Regions from separate parts of the Sus scrofa genome. Here region 1 is linked to region 2. A link is a contact called in public targeted proximity ligation data. All regions are on one chromosome and are shown on one strand. The core of a region is the stretch at or near the end of the contact, and the rest is flanking DNA. Distances in the headings are between cores, read along the strand shown.

Region 1 (6,878 bases), core at 4,095-6,594, 68 kb after region 2:
GCTGCACAGCAGAAATTAACACCACATTGTAAATCAAATATATTTCAATAAAATTTTTTTTTAAAACTAATGAAGGACCTCTTGCTATGGCACAATGTGATCAGTAGTGTCTTAGGAGCACTGGGAGGCAGGTTTGATCCCTGGCCTGGCACAGTGGGTTAAAGATCTGGTATTGCTGCAGCTATGACTTAGGTCATGACTGCAGCTTGGATCTGATCCCAGGCCTGGGAGCTCCATATGCTGAGGGGTAGCCAAAACTGGGGAAAAAAAAAAAAGGAGTTCCCTCGTGGCTCAGCAGGTTAAGGATCCAGCCCATTACTGCTGTGGCTCTGATTATAGCTGTGGTACAGGTTCAGTCCCTGGCTCGGGAACTTTCACAGGTCACAGGTGCAACCAAACCAAACCAAACCAAACAAAAAAAAACATAAGTAGGAAAAAATAAAAAATGAGATTTCAATCCTGCAAAACATTTAAAACCATCCCATGGTTTTCCATTGCTTTTAGGACAAAGTGCAGAATTGGCCACTGGGTCTCCCTAAAGCCCTGAGTGGATGGCCCTGCCTCCTCACCAGTCACACCCCACACATGATCCCCTTTGTTCACGCCTCTCCAACCTTTGGTGAGTTTCCTGAATGTGCCAAACTGGGCTCTTAGTTTTATGACTTGATAGCATCCTCTCTGCCATTCAGAGCCCCCATGCTAATGACAGATGTGTGCTCCTGTGATCAATGCTCATAACCTGAAGGAGTGTGGGGAAGAGGTTAAAGAGCCCCAAAGAGAGAAGACAGAAAGGTCAGCTGAAGTCAGATTGTGAAGAGCTGCCCAGGTGTCAGACTGAGAAAACTCCTCGACATGACTTTGTCTGCTTTGGGGAGTCATCAAAGGTTTCTGAGCAAGGAAGCAAGGTGATCAGAGGTGTGCTTTAGGAATCGAGTTGCATCTAGTAGTCTAAGCAAGGTGGGATGGAGGAAGACAGAGCAAGGGCCCATTTGCTATAGCCCAAGTAAGAGGCATGAGACGATGCACAAAGGTAATGGGGAAGAAAAGGCGAGGACAGATTCAGGAGACTGGGCCAAGTCAACATTTGACGATCATTTGTCTATGGTATGAAAAGATTCATCATCATAAATCAAAATCAAAAGGGTAGAGAAGGAGGGCCCCTTTGAAGAGAAGATTCTGGAATTGTTCAGCGGGAGGCCAGCCTGCATGTCAGACAGATGGAACTGGATGGTGAGTGGAAGAAGGGTTACGGCCAGTGAAGACGTGGGTGCCATGTGCATGGAGATAGTCCCCGTATGGAGGAGGAGGAGGAGAGAAGAAAGGAGCTGGGAAGCAGTAAGAGTGCTGAGAGAGATGGTGGAGATTTAGGGAAGCCAAGGGTTCGGGAAGGGTCGAGGAGGAGACCTTGATCCGTAATGCAAAGTGCTCTGCCAAGACTGGAAGAGGTGACACCAGTGAGTAAAGCCAAGTAACAGGGAAGCTGGGAGAGCAATACAGTGAGGGCGAACCTACACTGCAGGGATTTTTCTGAGCCTGCAGAGGTGATTCTGCTGCCCTCTGCTGCTGGACCCGATTTAATTAAGTAGGACACATATCCGCGTTTACTTGACCACCAGCCGTGAACCAGGTGCCTTATGCTATTTTAATAATTTTTTACCACAGTCTTGAGAAGAAAACATATTTTCCCGTTTTAGTATTTTAGTATCCATTATTGTATAATTTACAGTTTAAAATGGATCTCAGGGACAAATTGTAACTTGCCTAGGACACACAGTGAGTAAAATTGCTAGATTGTAAATTCTTCAAGGGCAGGACCCATGAGTTTTATTCATTGTCATCTATGCCTAGATAGCAATGCTGGGCATATCAGATAGGATGCTTCTTCAGATGAATGAATGAATGAATGGATTTAGTAAGTTTGGCATCAAAATTAGATCTAAATCCCATAAACCTTCCAAATGTACACTGCTACTCCTCTTTTTCCAACAGAAAGGATTGTCTTATTGCCAATGTCTTTAAAAATCTCTTAAGAAACAAGAGTGGGAGTTCTCTTGTGGCTCAGCAGATTAAGGATCTGGAATAGTCACTGCATAGGCTCTGATTACTGCAATGGTGTTGGTTCGATCCCTGGCCTGAGAACTTCCTTCCGCATGCCCCAGGTGCTGTCAAAAGAAAGAAAAGAAAAGAAAAAAGAAAGGAAAGGAAAGAAACAGGAGTGAAGAAGCTGACTTCAGGAGAGGTATTATTGCTGAATAAAAGTATGTGATTATAAACTCACTTTGCAAATTACCCAGCTGATAAACCAATCAAACAATCAAGTCAATCAAAGCTAAATTCATCATGTGCAAGTCAAAGCTTACAAGTCAGTAAATATGTATGACTTTTAAGAAACATTTCAGGAAGAAAGTGCCCCTCATCCATTCCAAAAGTCAATCATGAAGCAAATTGTTTCAAATTATAGGAGACAACTTTTCAAATACTTTTTAGAGAAAATTATTTTCTTAAGGTGACATTCTGTCATATATATTTCAGAAGGCAAATTCATAAGAAATAGCAGCCACATATTTGAAACAAATTATTGGAAGTTGGAAGAGATTTTAAATTTAGCTTCTACAGGATATAATTTTTGAGTCTTCTTATGAAAACATCTGGAAGAGACATTTCATAAGAAGGAAGATTTGAACCACAACAATCTATGTGCTTCTGTCATTGAAGGCAGGCATCCTACTGATTTTCAGCTTCTTCCATTGAGTCTAAGTTCAGCTGGGAGCTGGGAGGTTGGATGGGCCATTAAAAAGCATTATAGGTGCAAACAAAATTTCAAGTCTGCGTGTAATTAAATGCAAGTCTGGAAAATCAGCTGGACCTTCTAAATATCAGTTTTCCCCACTGTAATATGGGATTAAATGTGCCTGGTCTACTGAATTAACAGAGCTGTTTTAAAAATAAAAGCAGACAATATAAATATAAAATTGGTAAGTACCATCAAAACACTACACAGATGCAGTGTCATCCTCATTGCCTCTTCCCTAAAAGATGCTTCTCATTCATTCCCATCCCAACAGAACACTCTCCAAGGAGTCTTGTTGCTGCTGGGTTTTCTCTGGGTTGTCGTCTTACTGAAACACAGGCTTGAGTGGCTCTGCAAGAATTCTCTGGGCCAGGCTGCTTGTTCTTATCCTGGAGAGAAAACTGTCTTCACTCATCTAGAGTTGCAGATGTCTGCCTCTTCTAGATGGGTCTTGAGGTTTTGAATTTCCAAGAAGCTTCCAGAATCATATATCCCCTGTATTTTGGAGCATATGAGTTCCAATCCTGAGGTGGGAACACCCATTGGTATCTTTCTCAAAGTAAATTTCAAGGAGGCCATGGACAGGACTTGCTTGGGGAGTATCTTTCCAAACAGGGAGGCTGTGGCTCTTTCCAAAGGTTGAGCTTGGACTGCAGTGTTCTTCTTGGGGGCCCCTCCCTGAGCTAAAGGGATGGTTGGGAACAGGCCCAGCTCCCAGGAAGCCTGTTGCCTTCTTCTTGGCTGAGCATTGCAACCAGGGGCCAGATCTCCAGCTTTGGGCTAAAGAGGATAATGATCTCTGCTCCAGGCCTCCCCAGCTGGACACTTCTTGAATGGCTCTAAGTGAAAACTGAAGCATTTAGAGAGTATGTAGGAGGGGGATGGGCAGAACACAGACAGCCAGGCTCACATTTGAGGATTACCTGGAGTAAGGTAAGAGAGGACAGTGGAGATGGTCGCCAACAAAAGTAATACCTACCACACACTTATTCAACACTTCTAATGTACCAAGAACTGTAAATACATCACCTCCCACCCCTAAGACCCTATTGGACAAGGACTGATATAGGTAATTGAGCAAGGCCAATGGGAGAAAACCACATCTTTCTGGACCCCATGTTGGTACCCCCCATCTTTAAGGAATAAAAACCCTAAAGGACAACAGAAGAAGGGGACTCTTCTTCCCGCTCCCAGCAGCCCTGGGAGCTATCTGCTTTCCTGTAATAAACACTTTGCTTGCTTAAAAAAAAAAAAAAAAAAAAAAAAAAAAAGGAGTTCCCGTCATGGTGCAGTGGTTAACGAATCTGACTAGGAACCATGAGGTTGCGGGTTCGGTCCCTAGCCTTGCTCAGTGGGTTAATGATCTGGCATTGCTGTGAGCTGTGGTGTAGGTTGCAGACACGGCTTGGATCCCGTGTTGCTGTGGCTCTGGCGTAGGCCAGTGGCTACAGCTCCAATTCGACCCCTAGCCTGGGAACCTCCATATGCCATGGGAGCAGCCCAAAGAAATAGCAAAAAGACAAAAAAAAAAAAAAAAAGAAAAAGATATAATTCTGTAACAACAACAAAAAAAATCACCTCATTTAATCCTCCTAACAGCTCATGCTTCCAGGTAGATATCATGGCACTGATTTTATTTCTACAGATGAATAAACTGAGACACAAAGTCTCATGTCCACAAAATATTTATTGAGCACCTATCATTTTTCAGACACTGAGGATAGAGTGACAAATTCAGGACATTACTGATGCAGAACTAATGACCAAGAGGAGGTCAAAAAACTTGCCCAGGATATAGTCCCTGACAGGATGTAAGAAGCAGAATTTAAATATAGATCTGACTGCCAGGCAACCTTCCCACCTGAAAGCTTCATTCATTCATTTGTTCACTCAGTCAGTAAAGAGTCAAGTTTTGAGCAGGTACTATGTGCCAGGCACAATGCCGAGGTTGAATGCATAAAACCATGAGTAAATCAGGCAGAGATTTCATGGCACTTAAAACCTGCCCCACTGCCACGGGGACCGCTCACCAGGGGAGAGCGACTATCCCCTCCCACGGAGCCCTGCTGCCAATTTCAGGCTGATTCTCTAGGGCTCTCGTTCATGCACCACGATGGGGACATTTCTAGCTGATTGTTCTTTCCATTTATGGACAAAATCATTTTCTTGGAGAAAATGCCGGTTCTGGACAGATGAGATCATTCATAAGTGAGAGGGATATAAATAGGTAAATTATATAAAATAACAGGAACAGAGATTCCGCGTTTCAAAAGCAGATACCCATTGCGGTCCAGCCTCTGGGTCTCCACGACACAGATCCTCTAGGCTGAAGGTGGCAAAAGGGCCGGCTTTGTCCCGGGGCTGCGTCAGAGCCTACGCAGGATCCACACACATCACTGCGCTGTCAGCTGCCCACGCCTCACTTGGGTTGGAATCACTTTTCTCCGACCCCGTTAACAGGATCGGGTGGGATGTGTGTGTATTTGATTAGAGTGTGACTGCCACTGCAGGAAGCCGAGCTCTGTGCGCAGACGCCCTGCTCCCTGCGGAAACCCAAGGGGTTAGAAGCCCCCCAGCCCCACCTGTTGACTACTCCCTGCAACTGCCATCACGCCCTCTTACTCTTCCAGAGGCGCTGATTCTTTTTGTTCCATTTCCTTTAGCTTTGGACTTCAGGGTATATTGTTGGATTCAGTTATATATGACTAACCCTTGCCTTGCTGACGGTGTAATTTGTGTTTGTTCCTAGTATTCAGAACGGAAACCACTGATGCCATGATTTCTTATTCATAACACAGAGGTGGACCGATGTTTTGTGGTTCAGGCACCTGACGGCAAACTGTAGTTATTATCATGCCTTCACAACCTCTTCTGCTGCTTCTAGCTGCATCTATGGTCCTGTCTCCTGGCTTTACCGACCTTTCTGTTGTCCCAACAAGGCCTCCCTCAGTGATGGCTGTATATTCTCTCCTTTTCTGGGATTTGTCTGGAATGTCTCACCATCGCATTGAAATATTCTGTTTGCAAATTACCCAGCTCTTTTCTGTTAATTCTCCCCAGTTTTGTCTGCATGTCACACCTCCAGCCAATCAGTTATTTGGATGTTTGGACGAATGTATATCTACTCACCTCAGCCTCTGTATTCCACAACAAGCAGGTACCAGTGATGAAGATGGAATTATTCTTAAACTTCTTTTAGGTCTAATTTAGCCTGGACAGGCTGGGTTGCCAGATTTAGGCTCAATAGCATGAGGGGAAAATTCTTAGCCTATTTCTTGGCACAAATCATAATTTAATAAATGTTTATTTCCTTCCTTCCTTGGAAGTAATCATTCAGCCCGGACTCCCTTAGAGACTCTCCATTCTTAGATAATCAGGAGCCCATACCCAAGAAGAGAACAATCAGACTTCTGCACATAGGCATCTCCACATTTCCAAAGCAATCCAACAAGGCAGACTTTGTGAGAGAATAGAATCCTCGGAGTTCCTGTCGTGGCTCAGTGGCTAACAAATCTGACTATCAACCATGAGGTTGCAGGTTCGATTCCTGGCCTCGCTCAGTGGGTTAAGGATCCAGCGTTGCCGAGAGCTGTGGTGTAGGTCGTTGATGCGGCTCGGATCCCATGTTGCTGTGGATCTGGTGTTGGGTTGGCAGCTACAGTTCCAATTAGACCTCTGGCCTGGGAACTTCCGTATGCCGTGGGAGCAGCCCTAGAAAAGGCAAAAAGACAAAAAAAAAAAAAAAAAAAAAAAAAAAAAAAAAGAATCCTGGTGTTAAAATGGCACTTAGAGATAATCTCCATTGACCCTTAGGTGATTTGACAGGCTTTAAAATAGTTCAGTAATTTTTTTTTTCTTTTTACAGCTGCGCTTGTGGCATAGGGAAATTCCTAGGTTAGGGATGGAATCGGAGCTGCAACTGAGGTCAGTACCACAGCCATGGCAATAGCGGGTCTGAGCCACATCTGTGACTTGCACAGCAGCCTGTGGCAATGATGAATCCTTAGCCCACTGAGTGAGGGATCCAGGGATCTTAACCTGTGCTGAGCCGTGCTGAGAACTCCTAGATCAGTAATTATTAATTTTT
Region 2 (7,525 bases), core at 1,830-4,329:
ACTATACCTCGGATTAGATCCCTAGCCTGGGAACCTCCATATGCTGTGGGAAGCAGCCCTAGAAAAGGCAAACAGACAATAAATAAATAAATAAATAAATAAATAAATATATTGCCCAGGAAAAAAATATCATTAAATTAAAAAAAAATTTATTCAAGGACCTGAGTAAATACACTAAGGTTTCAATGGAAAAATGGGTCAAGGTTATGTTTCAAGAAAGAAATCAAAGGGCTGATGAAAATAAGAAAAAAAGTGTTCAAAGTTATTAGTAACCAAAGAAATCCAGTAATATAAAAATTTTCATATCAAATAGCAAATAGTAATAAAAAATCATATTCGATGATGGCATAGATGGAATAGGACTAAAGTTTTCACATACTGTGATGCAACCTTCCAAGAGGACAATTTGAGAATATGTCCTTTGGGTCATACCTTTTAACCCAATGGCTCTAGGAATTCATCATTAACAGAAAATTAAAGGATTAAATGAGATACATGGATAAAAAATTGTATACAAAAGAGTTTATCACTCCACTATTATTTCCAGTGTTTTATTATGAATAATTTCAAACACAGCAAAGTTGAAAGTACAGCGAACTCCCATGTGCCATTCACCTAGATTAAATTATTGATAACATTTTGCCACATTTGAAAGTATAAGTATTCATCCTCAATATCTTTTGCCAGCACTATTTGTAATAGCAAGCTTTAGATAGACCAAACTTACAGTAGCAAAGGAATGCTACAAAGGTTATAGAATATTATGCGGAGTTCCCGTCGTAGTGCAGTGGTTAACGAATCCGACTAGGAACCATGAGGTTGCGGGTTCGATCCCTGCCCTTGCTCAGTGGGTTAACGATCCGGTGTTGCCATGAGCTGTGGTGTAGGTTGCAGATGCGGCTCGGATCCTGCGTTGCTGTGGCTGTGGCGTAGGCCAGTGGCTACAGCTCTGATTAGACCCCTAGCCTGGGAACCTCCATATGCCGTGGGGGGTGGCCCAAAGAAATAGCAAAAAGACAAAATATATATATATATATATATATAATGCACAGGTTAAAATGATGTTCGTGATGCATTTTCATTACCTTGAAACAGCTTATAATATATTGTTAAATAAAGCAAAGGTCAAATTGTATGACCTCAACTCAAAAACACCAATAGTTAACAGTAGTTATCTCTGGTTATTGGGATTATAGATCTTTTTTATTTTTTATATTATATTTTTTAGTTTTTAGCAAAACATACAGTCAAAATTCCCAATTAATATTTCCGCAAGAAGAAATTCCAGAAAAGTGACTTTTTTATTCAACAAATATGACATAGTGAGTCCTTTCCTATGTGTAATATCATATTGCACCCCTACCACTAATACCATTTCCGAAATCAAAATACCAGTCTGTGGAAGTTTTAGGAAAGTCTGTGGTGAGCTTCTCTCTGAGTTCCTGTTGTGGCACAGCAGTAACAAACCCAACTAGTATCCATGAGGATGCAGGTTCAATCCCTGGCCTCGCTCAATGGGTTAAGGGTCCAGTGTCGCCCCAAGCTATGGTGTAGGTCAAAGACACGGCTAGGATCTGGGGTTGCTGGGCTGTGGCATAGACCTGCAGCTATATCTCCAATTCCAACCCTAGCCTGGGAACTTCCATATGCCACAGATGTGGACCTAAAAAAAGAAAAAAAGAAAAAAAAAGTCTGTGGTGAGTTTCTTGTTTTTGTATTTTGTTTTGCTTTTCAGGGTCTCACTGGTGGCATATGGAAGTTCCCAAGCTAGGGGTAGAAATGGAGCTATAGCTCCTATCCTACACCACAGCCAAAGCAACACAGGATCCTAGCCGTGTGGGTGTGACCTACACCACAACTCATGGCAATGCCACAGGCTTTGCAGGAACCTCTATTACCTGATACCCCAGAGGACTGAGAAAGGTGCCCCTTCCACCTCCCCCATCTCCTGAAGTGCTGCGCATGCTCTCTTGCAGCAGCAGGGCTGTCATTAGATCTGGTCTCCTTTTCTGCCTTCTACACTACACTCTTAACTCCTTTTTTTTTTTTTGTCTTTTTCTAGGGCCACACCCGTGGAATATGGAGGTTCCCAGGCTAGGGGTCTAATTGGAGCTGCAGCTGCCTACCTACACCAGAGCCACAGCAACGCCAGATCCGAGCTGCGTCTGCGACCTACACCACAGCTCATGGCAACATGGGATCCTTAACCCACTGAAGGAGGCCAGGGATTGAACCCGCAACCTCATGGTTCCTAGTCTGATTCATTAACCGCTGAGCCACGACGGGAACTCCCTAGACTCTTAGATCTTGAGGACAGGGCCTGCCTCATCTCAGGGTCCCAAACACGTAGAAGAGGGTCAGTCTCAGACACCAGGACTTTGACTGTGATTCCTGGAAACTATTCAAAATGACTCCAGAACCTCCTCTTGTCTTTTGGGGTTTCTTGGCTTTACTCAGAGAAATGCCTGAAAAAGCTATGACTTCCTATCTGGCTTCCAGCAGGAGCTCAGTTTTGTCCCACCTCTGATCCTGTGCCTCAGTAAGGGCAACTTTTTCTCTTCCAGAGGGAAAACATTTTGGAAGTGACACGGATCATCTTCTAGAAGCCTGGGGTAGGAGGAAGGGCAGTGGGGAAGGAGTCAAAAATAAAAGCTCCTTTGGAGCGAACAGTGAGCTGAATCCAAATCCACTCTGTCAGCGGATTGACCTCCTCCTCCCTGGGCTAGTTTCCAAGTCTGTGAAAGGTTAAGTCTGGGGCTGATGGCTTCTCAGCCTCACTCAATGTGAGTCAGAGGCAGCGACCCCGCCAGAGTCCTGGACAGGGGTAGAGAGGATACCAGTCCGCCTAAATTCCTAGAGAATTCCAAACAAAATCGGGAGAAAGGAAATTCAGAGGGCATCTCCACCCTGATCTGGAGTCTTCTCCACTTGAGAGAACAAAACAAAACAAAACAAAACACAACCCTTCTCTAAATATAGGAGCCTTCCTTAGACTCCATCCCCTATGGTTTAGTGGTGCGTCCCTGGCTGGAGACATCCCTCCTGCAAGCTCATCGCACCTTGCAGGCTTAATGCAGGTTCGCGACTGCAAGGCTGGCTCAGCGTTTTGGGGGCATTTACTTCCGATCCCGGTACAAAGTTCTGCACACACCACTGCTTAATGAATAAGGATCAGGGACTCTGTTAGCTCCGACCTCCTGCTCGCTGGCCTTTGCCCAGGGCCGCCTAGCCTGCCAGGCTGTGCAGTCATCGGTGAAAGCCTTCAGTGGCAGGCTGCTTCGGGGTTTGGTACGTTTGAATCATTTTCAAAACCAGAATATGGACATCGGACTGAAACCCCCGCACATCCTCTGTGTCTCGGCTCCCTTTACGGAATCGTCGCAAATGAGCAGACATAAAACCAGACAGGAAGTTAGGGCATTCAGAAGAGTGCAGATTCACGCCAAGGTCCTCAAAATTTATCTTTTGAAACACTGGGGCTGCCTCAATGTTTGAGAGAATGTCGTGTTGGAATGAGCACTTCCTGTGACAAAATAATTACCCTGCAGCTCCCCAGCCAGTCGCCGGCACTATGGAAACCAACGACCTGCCGCGGGTGGCCAGTGACTAATGTGAACTGAATTTTAAAAGGCGTAATTTTGCCAAAAAAGAAAAGTAGGACAATAATAAAATTCGTAAACTTTTATATATGACATTTATGACTTTTCTTATGTACCTGAGATATTTTTCTTTGCCGGAATCCAGGGCACAACGACTTAAGATCCCAGCTATTCTGAATAAACGATCTCAAACTTTGAGTATTAGTGATTTGTGACAATACAGAGAACTGGGCCAAAGTAGAACTTCTAGCTTCACATTGTAATAAAAAATAAAACAAAAACCATAATACAGTGTTATTCCTAGGGCCTTTTATATAAACCTGCCTGCCTGACTGCTCGCAGGCACAGGCTGGCCCATGCCACCCGGTGAAGGCCTAGGCGAGTGGCCAGCCTGACCTGTGAGACTGATTTAGGTCCTAAGTGTCTTCCACAAGCATTTCCTTTGACCCCTAGAGTAATTTGAAAACAGATGATGTTTTGCTATGGAAAGTTCTGCTCCTGGAACTATGCCCAAACTTTTGATATGGGAAAATTTTTACATCTATTGCTTAATAATTCCCAACACACAACATAAAATCCCCACAATTTAGGGTACTTGAGCTCACCCTGCCCAAAATACATCAATTAATCAAAAACAACAAAGGGGATTTATTTCCCACAGTAAGTTAAGCGGAGGAGAAACCACAGGGCTGTAGTTCCCTAGGGCAGGATAGACTGTTTTTACTCCTTTTATCCCATAGGGAAAGCCTCTCTGCTTACTCCCTTCCTCACTCCCTGGGAGCTGCTCATCTGTTGTTCAGATTCTAGGACACCGATTGGGTCATGTTCAAGGGCACAAGGGTGTTAGGAGTGAGTGGTTCTCTCTTATGCATGTTCTGAGGCAGTAAACTGATTCGGGGCAGACCAGCCATCTTCCTTCCTCTTCTCAGTGGGAAGAGAGTCTGTTTGGAAGGACCCTGGCCATCTCTCTCCCTTCCATTTAGGGGAGCATCTCTCCTTTGCCGCCAGTTAGAGGATGAAGAAAGCCTGAGATGCGGATGTGGATTTAGGAGGAAACAGAGGATTGATTGCCCTTCAGGTCTCAGGCCTCAGCCACTCTCGCCAAATCTTTTCACTGCCATTTTGCACAGAGCAGTGGTTCTCCACTTTGACAAGCACAGGAAGCACCCGAAGACCATGGTAAAACACAGATTGCTGGACCCCAGCCAGAGTATCTGATTCCGGAGGTCTGAAGTGGAACCTAAGAATTTGCATTTCTAATGAGTGCAGGGGCTGAGCACCCCGGGAGTGGAAGGGCCTACCTCCCAAGGGTGAATATGGACCCCAGGAAGACTACGGCTGGGTAATAATAAATTCTTCCCCCTTACCCCACATGACTCTGAGAAACAGTTAATTATAAGGCCTCTTGAAAGGTTGGAAGGGGTCTTGCCAGGGCACTCTGTTGCCTTAATACTGATAGGTGTACAACTCAGGAACACACCTTTCTACCCACTCCTTCCCCCGCCGGTTCTGCCTGCGCATATCCAATAAAGCAGGCACTCAGAAGACTGCTTCCTGGGCAATCCAGGTTGCAACAAGCGACAACCGGGAATTTTTTCTCTTCATTTCATTTTTGACAAAGTACTGTTTGAGAAGGACAAATTGTTCTGAAACAATGCCCCATCAGTGCCTTTGGAGTGGTTATAGGGGTTGCTCTACACAGTGGCTTTTTCAAAGGAGGCAAATTTAATATATATATTGTCATAAATCTGTATCATCTTGGAATAATACAGATTTAGTTGTAAATCTAGGGATATGACTTCACAGTAGCAAATACTGGATACCTTTGAAAACAGGCCTTTTTTGAGGATCACTTTAAAAAGCAATTGTAAATGGGGTTATCTTACAAATATCATAAACAGACATTTAGAGAATGAATGAAAAAGTGCAACTGTACTACATCCTATAGAAATGGATATTTGGGGCCTAAGGTAAATTTTCATCAACAGCATATTGTGTGCATTCAAATTGCAGTGTTATCTCCAAGTAACAAAAGTTTTTGGAAAACTTTTACTGGCCTTAAAAGGTGAACTTTAGTCATAGTAAAAGGAAGATGAAGAATTTATGTTAGATGGTTTCATGAATGTGAGATTGGGAATGTTTAAAAGCAGTATTTTTTTTTTTTTTTGTCTTTTGTTGTTGTTGTTGTTGTTGCTATTTCTTGGGCCGCTCCCACAGCATATGGAGGTTCCCAGGCTAGGGGTTGAATCGGGGCTGTAGCCACCAGCCTACGCCAGAGCCACAGCAATGCGGGATCCGAGCCGCGTCTGCAACCTACACCACAGCTCACGGCAATGCCGGATCGTTAACCCACTGAGCAAGGGCAGGGACCGAACCCGCAACCTCATGGTTCCTAGTCGGATTCGTTAACCACTGCGCCACGACGGGAACTCCTAAAAGCAGTATTTTTAATTACTAGAATTTTCATGTCTTGATAATCAAATTAGTAAATATGACAGGTAGACATTTACCTATTTCATCTACATTTCTTAAAGATTATATCCTCACATTGGTCAAAACTTTTCTTTTTCATCTCCAATCATTCAAAATGGAGCTTTGTGTGTTTGTTGGACGTTTGTGGTACAGAGAGGGCTTAGCGCAAAGGAAGGTGTTAACAGATGCGGGACTTTTGCCTTCTTCCTTTCTAATTAATAGCTCAAGTCTCCTTTTTCTTTGCTGCTCACATTTCACCAGGAATTAGTTTGCCTTGTTTTCTCTTAACAAGGGAGCAAGCCTAGGGCCTAGATCAGTACCTGGCTCTTTTTATCTGCTATATCCTGGCTGTCTTTCTACCCTGCCACTGACAGATGGTAGTGGGGTGGGGCGATGCTGGTTAAATTGGAACAATTGAGTTTTTTTTCTGATGGAAAAGAATATCTCGGCGTTCCTGCCGTGACTCAGTGGTTAATGAATCCAACTAAGAACCATGAGGTTGTGGGCTCGATCCCTGGCCTTGCTCAGTGGGTTAAGGATCCGGTGTTGAGGTGAGCTGTGGTGTAAGCTGCAGATGTGGCTCAGATCCCGCGTTGCTGTGGCTCTGGCATAGGCTTGGCAGCTACAACCTCTGATTAGACCCCTAGCCTGGGAACCTCCATATGCCATGGGTGCAGCCCTATAAAAAGGCAAAAAGACAGGGAAAAAAAAAAAAAAGGAATATCTCATTTGCCTAGAGACATTGTTCTTAGGAGCCCTCCCTCTGCTGGCCTTGAAGGGGCAGGACACCTGCCTATTGCTGGTCAGAGCCACACAGAGAAAGGGCAAAGGGAACTATTTCTCATGGGGAATATTTTCTCATTACCACACAGGCAATGGTGTTCAGTGATGACTAAAACCAGGCTGACAAACGTGACTGCTTTGGGTAAAGAGAATCATTGATCTTTGTTCTCCCTAATCAGGGATGGCTCTTAATCAGGCAATAGGTTGCATCATTGTTATAATGGTTATTATCACTTTTACTTGGGGTCTTCAACCTCACCTCAGCTGCTCAGTGGCTGGTCATTGCAGACAGGACCCCAAGGTTGATGCTACCATGTACTTAGGAGCCACAGGCAGAAGAGTTGCCATTTGGGTATCTTCTAACAGCTGGAGAAGGAAAGCCGTTGGTAGATGCCAGCACTGGAACCAAGTTTTGCATGATCTCTGGGTCTCTGATCACCCAGTAGGTGAGTCTGGAGCAAGGCTCTGAAGCCAGCTCCAAAAAGGGAACAGAAAAATAGCTTCTTGTTAGCTGACCAGGTGACCAGTGACAGCAGAGTGGTAAAGGGTATGGGTTTGGGGTCAGGAAGGCCGGGTGTCAATTTCAGCTCCTCTGCTTACTAACTTTGTCACCTTAGGTGTATTAATTAACCTTTTGGTTTTCCATTTCTTTAGTTCAGCATGGGGATAAT

Evidence for each region.
Region 1: a targeted proximity ligation map of skeletal muscle shows a contact between it and region 2, with 2.9 times the contacts expected there. A contact is called at or near these places in 7 of 47 Hi-C or Micro-C datasets (brain, embryonic fibroblasts, fetal heart ventricle and 3 more) and 1 of 2 datasets of targeted methods (skeletal muscle).

The regions. Positions count from the first base shown.
Region 1 is chr4:42,719,312-42,726,189 of Sscrofa11.1, forward strand. No RefSeq gene overlaps it. Among named protein-coding and RNA genes, the nearest start is that of PDP1, 55 kb to the right of the region's middle.
Region 2 is chr4:42,654,067-42,661,591 of Sscrofa11.1, forward strand. No RefSeq gene overlaps it. Among named protein-coding and RNA genes, the nearest start is that of PDP1, 120 kb to the right of the region's middle.